3 separate regions of the Mus musculus genome follow, and all the other regions are linked to region 2. Evidence: chromatin contacts called from public Hi-C data. All regions are on one chromosome and are shown on one strand. Each heading gives the region's core, a stretch centred on a gene start, on an enhancer-like site or on the middle of the called end of the contact. The rest is flanking DNA. Distances are from core to core; before and after follow the strand shown.

Region 1 (3,831 bases), core at 225-2,724, about 10 Mb before region 2:
TATTAGTCTTCTGCCTCGAACTAATTCATCTCACGCTGTTGGTACCGAGTGTGAGGCTCAGCGACTGGAGAAAATCAAGAGAGAGCTCTGGTTTTTAATGGTTGACAGCCTTGGCTCAAAGGGTCCCAAGCCAGGCCTGTGTTGGTGAATACGATGGGGTCAGAGAGCTAGGGGACGGATGAGTACTTTAGGTTTGTGTTTTGAGATGTGTTTACAGTGGAAGAAATATGACGCTATCACATGTGGTGGAGAAATGGATTCCTATCAGTAACTTATCCTATGTGTACATAAAGTGGAAGCTCACACTCTAGTGTGGGTAGTGTGGATGTGCCTGTCTCAGTGGTCCTCTTACTCATTCAAATAGCATCTCTTTCAACCCTACTCATTTAGCACTAGCCCTTTCTAGACCAAGCAGAGCTTATGAGTGAAGATTTGTAGCACACACACACACACACACACAAAGGAGCAATCCAGAGTCCCACAGGGAGAGGGGCTAAGTGAGTGCAATGCTTTCCTAGCCTATGTGTGCAGGTATCATATTCCCTAGTTTTCAAAAATTAATTTCTGGGACCTGGAGAGGTGGCTCAGCAGTTATGAGCCCTGGATGCCCGGAGGCGCGAGTTCTATTCCCAGCACCCACATGGTGACTCACAACCATCTGTAACTCCAGTTCCGGGGTATCTGACAGCCTTGGGCACCAGGGATGCATATGATATGCAGACATACACATAGGTGAAACATACACATAATAGCCTAGGGCACGATGGCACATGCCTTTAATTCTAGCACTAGGGTGACAGAGGCAGTAGGATCTCAGAGTTCCAGACCAACCGAGGATAGTATAGTGAAATCCTGTCTCAAAATAAATACATTATTTTTTAAGTGAATTTTTGGATTCAACATCAGTGTGACTTTGGCCTTACTAATTAAGTTTATATGCTATAGTTCTGGTCATAAAGTCCTATAGGGACCAAAGCCACAAAGGCATTGATGGCTGGAGGCATGATTTACTGCAGAGAGGACAGCTTAGCTGCTACCCTCACTAAATAAGGACATTTGCTGAAGGTCCCCAGGTAGGGATCCCTCAGTCGGGCTTTGGGCAAAGGCTGGTTTGGGAGGCTGAAGGCCTCGGCTATCCCAGAGTCGGTGGTCAGATGCTGAGGCTTCAGGTGATAAAGAGTAGAAAACCCAAGGCAGCAGCCTGGATGTTCTCGGTGCCACAGAGGGGTGCTGGGGATCGCTCTGTGGGGGCCAGTCCCGGAGCGGTGGAATGGAGCAGCAGACTCTTCCGACCCAACCCCGGGGGGCTGCTCCCGGATCTAGCGCACGCGCCTTCGCCTCCCGGTGCCTCCCGCCCCCTGGAAACCCTCCAGCATCATGGCTAACGCCATTTGCCAGTGAGAGGGGAGCGTAGGGCACTGGACCAATGGGCGTCGGCGACAGTGCGGGGTGTGGTTGTCAGGGGCGGGGCCCGATCTCCTCCATCCTCTCCAGCCGGGCGGCGGCGTCTCGGGGTCTGGACGCTGATGCCACCGGTCGGGCGGGTATGGAGGCGGCGCGCTGCGCACCCGGACCCCGCGGGGACAGGTCAGGCGGCGGTGGGGCGGGCTGGGGTCTCCAGGGTGGGCGGGCAAGAGCGGAGGCCAAGATCGGGTCCCCAGCTGAGCAGGCGCTTTGCACACCCCGCGTCGCCAGAGCGCTCTCGCGTCTCTTTCCTGGAATTTACCCCGAACCTGCTCACCCTACTCCCCAAGGGCCTCCGATTCCCTCATTTGCAATGCGCTGTGCATCCCGTGCCGCCAGCACTCTTGAGCCGCTCCCCTGGAGTTTACCCTGGACCAGCTCGCCCTGCTCCCCTGGGGTCTCGATTCCCTTACTTGCAATGCGTTCGCCCTCCCCCATGTCTTTCACGAGTAGGATCAGAACTGAGCTGGAAGGAGGGCACTCTTGGGAGTCGACGCGGAAGGTCGCGAGTGATGGTTAATTGGTTCCAAGGCCGTTGCATTTGGCAGTCATTGCGGAATTCTGGAACGAGTCCGAGAGCTGAAAATGCAAAACTGTTCTTTTCTTCTTTCTTCCTTCCCCTGAGTTCTAGCAGTTCTTTCAATCAGGACTTAGTTTAGACTGATCCGTACTCTTGCTCGTGCCCCTGGCTTTTCTACCAATACCCCTCTTTTTGCCTGGTTCACATGGTGAGCTTGGAAAGACAAACGGGCTGCAATCTCAGCCTGTTCATTTCTTGTCAGCTAGGCTAACGAAAAGTTAATGGGGGGCCGTGTGAAATCACTGGCTCAAAACTTTGGCATGGTGTGAGGATTAAAATCAAACACGCCAACTACATTCTTCCTTTACCATTCCATTACCACAGCGATAAAGGCTTGGCGTGTTAGGATTTGGTCTGACGTTTAAACTGGTTTTTAACTGATCCGAAACCATATTTTACAAAGTTATAAAGACGGAATAGCGACCCCCCCACCCCCCGTGGGTCCCATCCAGACTAGGCTTCCCTGAAACTTAATAATAAGTTAATAAGGAGGACTTTGAACATTTGCCCCCTACCTCTGCCTCCCAAGGCGTCACCTGTTTTAATCTTTCATCAACTAAATTCTATAAACATGATAGCTGCTCTCTGAAATTTGTTTACAACTTCTCCATTTTGGGAACCGAAGATCCATTTACAAGGGTAAGGTCGGGGTAGGAAAGTTAGAATTCAGCGTGTATCCGGTTGAAATCAAATGATATCGCGTTCAGTTGAGGGATTTAGTTGTTAACGAAATGATTTTTAGAGAAGTAAATTTCTTAGGGATGTGATTTTATTTTTATTTTATTTTTTGAGATAGGTCTTATGAAGCAAGACTGAAACTCGATATTCAAACCAGGTTAGCCTCAAACTCATACAGACCCATCTGACTCTGCCTTCCATGACTCATGATTTTAGGGAACAAGGACTTGACTTTGAAACTGGGACCAGCTGGCAGGTTTTTGTTTTGTTTTGTTTTCATCTCCTGGACTTGAAGCTTTAAGCTTTAATGCCTCCTCCCCCACCTTTTCTTCCAAAGAAAGAAATCGACTCTTTAATTTCCAGTTGATTGACAGGAAAGGAGCCCGTGGGAGCCCCTAGTTTCTCCTGCCCTAGGAAGAGCATGCAGGTTTGTTGCTAAAAGCCAGTGACTGCCTTGCTTTTGGGGTAGTCATTAAGAGTGTTTTGAGAGAGACTTCGAGACTGACTTGACTGAAAGTCAGTATAATCCAGTGGTCCAGGCTAGCCACAAACTCAAAATCTTCCCTGCCTGAGCCTCCCAAGTGTCTCCTGTAGGCATGTATCACCAAACCTGGGTGGACTTGTGTGCTAGGTGTCTTCTCTCTCCCCCTCTCTCTTTGTCTCTCCCCCGCTCTCTCTTAAATTTGAAATTTTCTTTACATTCTGACCAGAGTTCTCCCTCCTCCTCTCCTCCTCCCAGTATTCCCCCCCCCCATCCACTCCTCCCTTTCTCTCCTCCCATGGATGCCAACCAGCCATGGCATATCGAGTTGCATTAAGACTAGGCACCTCCTCTACTTTTAAGGCTGGAGGAGGCATCCCAAGAGGAAGAAAGGATCCCTAAATCAGGTAACAAGAGTCAGACCCAGGGGGCTGGTGAGATGGCTCAGTGGTTAAGAGCACTGACTGCTCTTCTGAAGGTCCTGAGTTCAAATCCCAGCAACCACATGGTGGCTCACAACCATCCGTAACGAGATATGACTCCCTCTTCTGGTGTGTCTTTAGACAGCTACAGGGTACTCACATATAATAAATAAATAATAAAAAAATTAAAAAAAAAAGAGTCAGAC
Region 2 (3,841 bases), core at 275-2,774:
TCCACGCACAAATAAACATTAAAGGAAACCGACTAAAATAAGCCCAAAAGTTCCGTAAACAAAACTGCCCAGGTTCAGGAGACCGATCCCGCACAGCCACATGGCGGCCACCCGCGCTCGCTCGCCCGCTTACTCCGCAGCCCGACTTGCAGGTAGGAAAGAGGCCCATTTGTTTGTTCCCGGACTGGCAGGGGCAGAAAAGGTCGCTGGGTGGGAGTCTTAGGGCACATGGGGCTGCCTCTCCGATCCCGCCGGGTCGGGAAGGCTCCGGAGAGCACGCGCCGAGGGAAGGCCGAGCGGGCCCACCTCAACTTTTCCCAGACACGTGAGGCTCCACAAACACAGCACAAAAGTGCTCGTAACTGCGGCTAAGGCCGACTAACCCACCTAGGCAAAGACTCCGCACCCCACACGCTAACACGATACCTCTGGGGGACGGGACCGGCGCAGACCGGTGCTCCTAGCTCCCGGGCCGCCACGAGGAGGAAGCGAGGCGCTCGGCTTCGCTCGGGCCGGGCGTGGGCGGTGGGCGGAGCCGTCCCGCCCAGTCTTGTGAAACTCCGGGCGCCTCGGGCCACGTGAGCGCCCGCTCGTCTTTCTCCAAACTACAACCACCGCCCGGGCCTGCCGGGGGGCCGCTGACAGAGCGTAAGCCGCGGTGGGTGAGAAGCGCTCCACCCTCACCCCCCCCCCCAATATCCCGCCGAGGAAGCCGCGCCTGCGGGCGGGGTGGGGGGGCGGCTCTGAGGAAAGCCGCGCTTTCTCCGGGCGGGCGTGGGCCGCGGCTGCGGTCTCCCAGGCCCTCCGCACACCTCAGCCCAGAGGCCCGGCCCTACCGACCGGACTCCAGCCCTCAGTCCCCGCTCCCCCGACCGCACACCTCGGCCACGCGGCCCAATCCCCGTCGAAAATGCGCTGAACTTCGGCTCCCGACCCCAAACCCCGGCCACGCGGTCCCCAGCTCCGTGGGCAGCCTCCGCACGGCTATGGCTGTGCGGCGGCCACCTCGGCCCCGTTCCTTCCGAGTCCGGATCCCACGCCCGCCATCCAACGCCCGCCGGGCCCAGGCGCCAGCACACCCCGCCGGCGGCCCTCACCTCCGGCTTCTCGGCTCCACGCTCCCACTCACATCCGGACCTCGCCGGCCCTCAGAGCACCTAGAGGAGGGTGGAACCCCGGGGACTTGGCAGTTGTAGCTGAGGCAGTTGAGGCTTGTTTACTGTCACCATGGAAACCCCCACAGGCGCGCTCGCGGGACGGCCTCAGCGGGGCGAGTCAACCGCGCGGCCGGCCTGCTCCTCAACTCCCGCCTGCCGAGCGCCAGCGGCGCCTCCGGAAGCCCTCCTGATCCCCGGTCCGCTCCCCGCTCGGCCCACGCCCCGAGCACCCGGAAACAGTAGCCCGGGGAGCCCACTTTCCCTTCCCACAGCCGGCGTGACCGCGGGCTGGCCTTCCCCGAACCCCACCTTCAGGAAGACGAGGCGCAGTCCTCCTTCCACGACGGAGCCGGAAGGATGCAAGACGGTGATGGGGCGGAGCCTCAGGCAGCGGACATCCGGGCACAGGGCAGCCGCGGCGCCATTCTGACGAGCCCAGAACGGAGCCTAGGATTGGCCGGGGGAGGGAGAGGGGCGGGACTAGAGAGCTGTGGACCCGCCTCTGAGTCCCGGAGAGGACAGTGACGGCGCAGGCGCAAACATTGCGGGGGGGGGGTAGCAGGGGGAGGGGGCGGGCAAACGAGGGGGGGGGGGGAGACAGCAAGGTGGAGGGGGTTGTCCATAAAGAGACCTGTGGGCTGGTGAGTCGGTGGACGCTGAATTCTGCACGCGTGTCTCCGCATCCCGAAAAGTGATCCCAAAGGAATCAATGACCGCATGCGTGCGGAAAACTAGAATGGTGTCTTATGTAAAAGAAAGACCGCCTAAGGGCATCTCAGGCAGTCCGGAGGGATTTGTCTGAAGTTTCTAACTCTCAGCACTATGTGAACGCTGGGACAGATTTTCTTGATGTGTAATAATTTGGGAGGATTCTCTGCGAGATGTCGAGATACAAGCTAAAGTGAAGATTATTTTTGAAGCTTCCAGAGCCGCCTAGGCGGGCGTAGGAACACGAGCTGGTTCCTACGAACTCCATTTCTGCATGGAGGCGGCCGAGGCTACAATGCATGGTCGCGAGCTGCTGTCTATATAAACACTGGAGAAATTACAAGGCCGTTCAGAATAATCTCTGGTTATAAGTGAACTACAGTGATGAAGGAAACGTTTATAAAACAACACACCAGACTAACTCCAGAAAAAGGAAAGAAAACTTTGAGAGGAAAACCTGTCCAAGAAGAAAAATAGAAGTCAAATGATAGAAAACAGATGCTACAAAAGTTAGATAAGTATTCGTGAGCACTAAACCCAGAGCCTTGTAGTTGGCAAATTACATCCCCCACCTCTGATGTTTGTTTGTTTGTTTGCCCAGGGAGTGGGGCATTAAAATTGTTAAGTTCGTGCGAGTTATCACCACACTTTCAACTGAAGTCAGAGGACAATCCTGAGTGTTCTCTCCTTCCACCATGTGGGGTCCTGATCAAACTCAAGGTTGAAAGGCCTGTGCAGCAAGTTCTGCTGAGACCTCTCACCCTGCTCCTTGGGTGGTTTTATTTATTTTTAAAGTTCCTTACTATTGCCAGAGAAAGGTGCAAGTGACTTCTAACCTTGAAGAAGCCAGAGAGCAACTTTTCACAAGTATTTTCATTTCCCTTAGGTGAGTTCCAGGGGTCAAATTGAAGTTCCCAGATTTTTACAGCCAGAGGTTTCACTTTTGAGCTCCCTCTGTCTGACTGCAACCCAGGCTGGCTTCCAACTCTTGTTTTGTTTTGTATTGTTTCTTTTGGTTCCCCACACCCCCACCCTAAGACATGGTATCTCTGTTGTAAAGCTGGCTGTCCTGGAACTCACTATGGCTCCAATTCAGAGATCCACCGGCCCCTGCCTCCTGAGGCATAAAGTGAGAGATTAAAGGTGTGCCCAGCCACAACTGGTATTATTATTATTACTATTATTATTATTATTTTAGAAAAATAAAATGCAGAGAGGAATTGTCAAGGAAAAGAGTTACAATCTGTCCTGTTCCCTTACATTTAAATTGACACTTTAAATTTAAAGTTTTCAGATTCAGCAGATAGAGTGGCACAATACTTTAATCGCAGCACTCCTGAGGCAGAAGCAGGCAGATCTTTGTAAATTCTAGGCCAGTCTAGTCTACAGTGATCGTTCCAGGCCAGACAGTGCTACAAAGCTCTTTTACAGTCTCAAAAATAAAGAACTGAAGTGACCTTTCATCCTAGCACTGGAGAGGCAGAGGCAGGCAGATTTCTGAGTTCGAGGCCAGCCTGGTCTACAGAGTGAGTTCCAGGACAGCCGGGGCTACAGAGAAACCCTGTCTCGAAAAACTAAAAAATAAAAATAAAAAAAGCATAACAAATAAATGAATGTAAAATAAAAAGCAAAGTTTGAACATAGCAGGGTAAATGAGGGCAAGGGAGGTCACAGTTTTAGGTCCAGGTTATTCATATAGTTCAGGGGGTAAAGGCATTCACCACACAACTCTGGTGACTGGTGGCGTTTCATCCCCAGAATCCACATTTTAAAAAAGCCAGACGTGGTAATTCACATTTATATGCTGAGTCAAGATGGGAAGTGAAGAAGATTGGCCTGGAAGGTCAGTGGCCTGGACCATGCATCATGCCAAAAACGAGGGACCCTGCCTCCAAAAGGTGGAAGGAGAAAACCAACCCCCCAAAGTTAGCTTCCTGTACACACACACACACACACACACACACACACACACACAC
Region 3 (4,134 bases), core at 1,513-4,012, about 19 Mb before region 2:
CTCCTCCTGTTGAGCAGACCTTAACTCCAATTAGAGGGCCTTTTTATTTAGAGCACAACTGACCACTGTATTTAAACTACCTACATATTATCTTGCAGTTTATACAATAGCTCTGTTTTGCGGTTTTATTAACTTTGTTAAGTGTAATTATGCACTGTTTTCTGTTTCTTTGCTTGTTTGTTTGTTTGTTTCTTTGTCTGTCACTAATGAGAGGGCTTTACTATATAGCCATGTGGCCCTGGCCGACCTCGGATCTGCCTCAGCCACCTGCGTGCTGGTTTTCAGACTTGTACCCTGTCTTAGTTAGGGTTGCTATTGCTGTGATGAAACATCATGACCAAAATAACTTGGGACGTGTATTAGTCAAGGATCTCCAGAGTAACAGGACTTATGGAAAGTTTCTATATATTAAGTGGATTTATTGGAATGACTTACAGTCTGCAGTCGAACTATCCCAACAATGGACAGCTATGAGTGGGAAGTCCAAAAATCTAGTAGTTGCTCAATCCCACGAGGCTAGTTGTTTCAGCTGGCTTTCTGCATAAGCTGGAATCCTCAAGAAGTAGGTACCAACAGATGAGCTGGCAAGTGCAAGCAGGCAAAGAAGAGTGAGTCTTCCTTCTTCCGCTGTCCTTAGGTAGGCCTCCAACAGAAGCTGTGGCCCAGATTAAAGGTGTGTGCCACCATGCCTGGATCTGGAACTTGCTTTGTCCCAGGCTGGTCTTGAACTCAGAGATCTGTTTGCCTCAGTCTCCTGGGATTAAAGGCATGTACTACCTTGCCTGGGCCTCTATGCCTCAAGAGCTCCATGTCAAGATCCAGGTCAGAAAGAGGTACAGAGGCCTTGGAGGGTGTGGCTTACTGTCTGGATTCTCATGGCTTGCTCAGCCTGCTTTCTTATAGAACCCAGAACCACCAACCCAGGGGTGGCCCCACCCACAATGGGCTGGGCCCTTCTTATCAAGTAGAGGTATTTTTCTCAAGTGAGGTTCCTTCCTCTCAGCTGACTATAGCTTGTGTTAAGTTGACATAAAATTGTCCAGCACACAGCCCACAATGCTCCCTCATTTCCTTCTTATATGTTCCCTAGGTCAGAAGCCCATGTCTGACCATATGACTGCCAGTCTCAGGATCACTCCAGTTCTCCTTACTCTAAGGGCATAATGTAGTCTCTCAATTAATTTTATTAAATTCTATTGTCTATTAATATGACTCAGACAGCCCCCAAATAATCAAGGCAAAGTCCTATGAGTTTATTTAATCAGCTTAGCACAATTATTGGGTGGGTGGGTGGGGTCACATCTAATCTATTTTTCTATACACTGGACTATCTACTTTCCAAACTGTGATTCCACAAGTAGTTGATGTTTGAGTCTTCCCCCATCGCCCCCCACACACATCCCAGGTTATTTCTGCTCCATCAGTCTATCCTGGTGGGCGGGGCATTTCACGGCCACATACTCCTGGTTCATCATGTCTAATGGAGACCTCCTGTTTTCTTTCTTTCCTTTCTCCTTCCTCGTCCTCTCTTCTTCCTCTCCTTCTCTCTTTTTTCCCATGGTCCCTACCTGCGACCCTCATCCTGGTAACTGAAAACCCACTTGCCTCTATTCTACCTGGTAATTGGCTGTAACCACTTTTATCTAGCCAATAGTTTTCAATTGGGGAATGAGATTTACATAGCATCACTTGGTCTACTGAAGATGTTGGGGGACAACCAGATCTTGGTGGCCAGTACTTAGCATTTGAATACATCTCAGCACCAGACACAACTCACAGCGACGTTCAAAATAACTGAAGAGCATGCAGCCTATTTGGATGAAGAGAGGAAAAGTGCCATTTTCCCCAAGTGCCTTGGTTGAGGTAGCAGTCACTACGCATATTAATACAAATACTGATTATTGAAATGTTAGTATAAACGAGCATGCCTTGTTGACCGCAGCTTAGGAGCAAGTTAGAGAAAGCATCGAAACGCAGACACCGCAGCCCTGTCTCCAACGGGACTGCACACAGTGTTGGCAGCTTGTTCTCATTTAAATTTATTCACAAGCCACTCCTCAAATAGCTGCAAAGTCAATTTTAGCATCCATGTGATTGTCACAGATTTCTGCGTTAGATGAGGAATTAATGAAGCTGCATTTACAATCTACATTCCTAGATATAACCAACAGTGTTTGTTCTTGCTTTTGTTTTTACTTTTGTTTATTTCGTTTGAAGGCTTGTGGTGCAATAATACACAGCAACATCTTCAAATGAGGACCAATAAATAAAGCTCAAAAAAAAAACCCTCTGTCTGAAGACAAATTATTTAAATTGAGCACCCAGTATATACATTTAACATTCATAATTTCTACTCCTCATTTCCTACCAGCAAGTTGTCTTACTATAAATAAATGAATTATAAATAAAAGAAAGCTGACAGGAGCCTTAGAGGAGCAGAAGTTTGTAGTACACAATAAAGCCTATTACTTCTGTTTAGGGGCCCTATGTCTCTCCCCGAGATTATGGCTTTTAGACACGCACACCCAGTCATTGAAAGCACACACAGCTACAGGGACCCTCCCCCAGCATGCACACTCATGCATCTATGTCACATGGGCTGGTTTGCTCCACATGTGTCATTAATTGTCAAGAATGCTGCTCAGACGGCTGATCGGAAGATAGGCAGAGCAGGATATCGAGACAGCCCAGGGTTTCCTTGTCAAGTAGGTTTAAAACATTTTTTCCTCTTCTCTCTCTCTCTCTCTCTCTCTCTCTCTCTCTCTCTCTCTCTCTCTCTCAACTTCCTTCCTGTTCTGCCAGTCCTCAGTCAGAGTTGAGAGACAGAGGTAACCTCCAGAGACACAGGGCCGACTGGAGCCTGGAATGTAAGTTGAATGCCTGAGGTGGGGAGGCTGCAGGTGGGCGCAGAGTCCTGTAGGAAATCTCAGAACCACCCTACTGCCCTTGCCAGAGGAGCTGTTGCTGTTCTTAGGAAGGGCGGTTCTTTAAACCGAACTTCATGATAAGAAAGTGCTAAAGAGATTGCTGGAGCAGAAAAGGGGAAGTCAGCCCTGAGAAGGGGAGACAAGCTGAAGGAGGTAGGAGAGAGTACCCTGCTACCAGAATGTTCTAGAGAAGGGCTCTGGGGATACCTGGAATGGGGGCGGAGTGGGGGGCAGCACTGGGTGGTTTCCTTGCTAGGCAGGAGCTGGAATTTGGCTGCGCTCAGGAAAAGGAAAACCCTACCTCTGATACTGACTGTGCTGTGGATGGCGGCTTGTGCTGGGGTGGAGATGTGTGGTTTCCTGTTTTTGAGCACACTTTAAAGAGACTGTTTGAAAGGAGAGAAAATATGGTGCAGAGCTGTCAAATGCTAAGCCCTTAGCAAAAACCAGGGGAATTAAATTCCTGCAGTGGGCTGGGCAGGAAGATATTCACTGTGACTGCCAAAAAACAAAGCAGCCCTCCACATCAAGGGGAACTGATGCAGACCCAGAAGATGTGGAGAAAACTGTGGGAGAGGCACTAGGAGAGTCTGCGTGGGCCCAGCTATAAACGTGGTCGGTGGGCCTTCCAGCTGTCGTGGTCTGAACTTTGGCCTTGCTAGAAGGGCTCTAGGCATCACTTGGTATGCTCTCCTCTCTTTCTCAGGTTTTCCAGTCAGCAAGTGCTAAATGCCCCATTTTGGGTAACTGTAGCATGGGTCTGAGAAGCTCTGAGTAGTTTTTCACTAGGCGGTGAGGGAGTCAGACTCTTACAGGAAGGCCCCCAAACCACCCCTTCACAAAGACACTAAGAGCCTTCTGAAGTCAGGCTTAGCACACTGGGTTCCCCACATGAGAACTCAAGAAGAGATCAGCGGTGACCTGCTGGCTGGGAATTTGTCACCAACAGGTGCCATTTCTCTCTGTGGCATTTCTAAGAGTGTACCCCTGCCCGTTTCAAACACAGTGCAAGTTTACTGACAAAATGAGCTTATTCTTTTGTGAGTCCTTCAGGTTTCTGATAGAACATGATCAACTCTCCTTCCACGTGGCCCACACTCTGCCAGTGAGAAACAACCATGACTAGCCGGCCTAAACCTCATGGGCATCTTCTTGCCCTCGGAATTTGGTCCTTCACCATTTTGGAGAGTGTGGGTCTGTCCCAGGG

The links. Hi-C and Micro-C count contacts between places; a contact is called where the count stands out from the background.
Region 1: a Hi-C map of B cells shows a contact between it and region 2, with 5 read pairs. The contact joins the promoter of Tulp3 here to the promoter of Hnrnpf in region 2.
Region 3: a Hi-C map of CD8 T cells shows a contact between it and region 2, with 6 times the contacts expected there. The contact joins the promoter of Arhgdib here to the promoter of Hnrnpf in region 2. A contact is called at or near these places in 2 of 484 Hi-C or Micro-C datasets (CD4 T cells and CD8 T cells).

Annotation. Positions count from the first base shown.
Region 1 is chr6:128,353,494-128,357,324 of GRCm38.p6, reverse strand. Tulp3 (tubby-like protein 3) reads left to right here and starts at 1,474. Exons shown (of 11, transcript NM_011657.2): 1 at 1,474-1,587. The coding sequence starts at 1,547. Rhno1 (RAD9-HUS1-RAD1 interacting nuclear orphan 1) reads left to right here. Exons shown (of 3, transcript NM_001326585.1): 3 at 1-325.
Region 2 is chr6:117,904,465-117,908,305 of GRCm38.p6, reverse strand. Hnrnpf (heterogeneous nuclear ribonucleoprotein F) reads right to left here and starts at 1,524. Exons shown (of 4, transcript NM_133834.2): 1 at 1,467-1,524. It overlaps 4933440N22Rik, which reads left to right and starts at 101. Exons shown (of 2, transcript XM_017321877.1): 1 at 101-202; 2 at 465-2,500. The coding sequence starts at 101. The coding sequence ends at 1,196.
Region 3 is chr6:136,940,384-136,944,517 of GRCm38.p6, reverse strand. It overlaps Arhgdib (Rho, GDP dissociation inhibitor (GDI) beta), which reads left to right and starts at 2,762. Exons shown (of 6, transcript NM_007486.5): 1 at 2,762-2,867.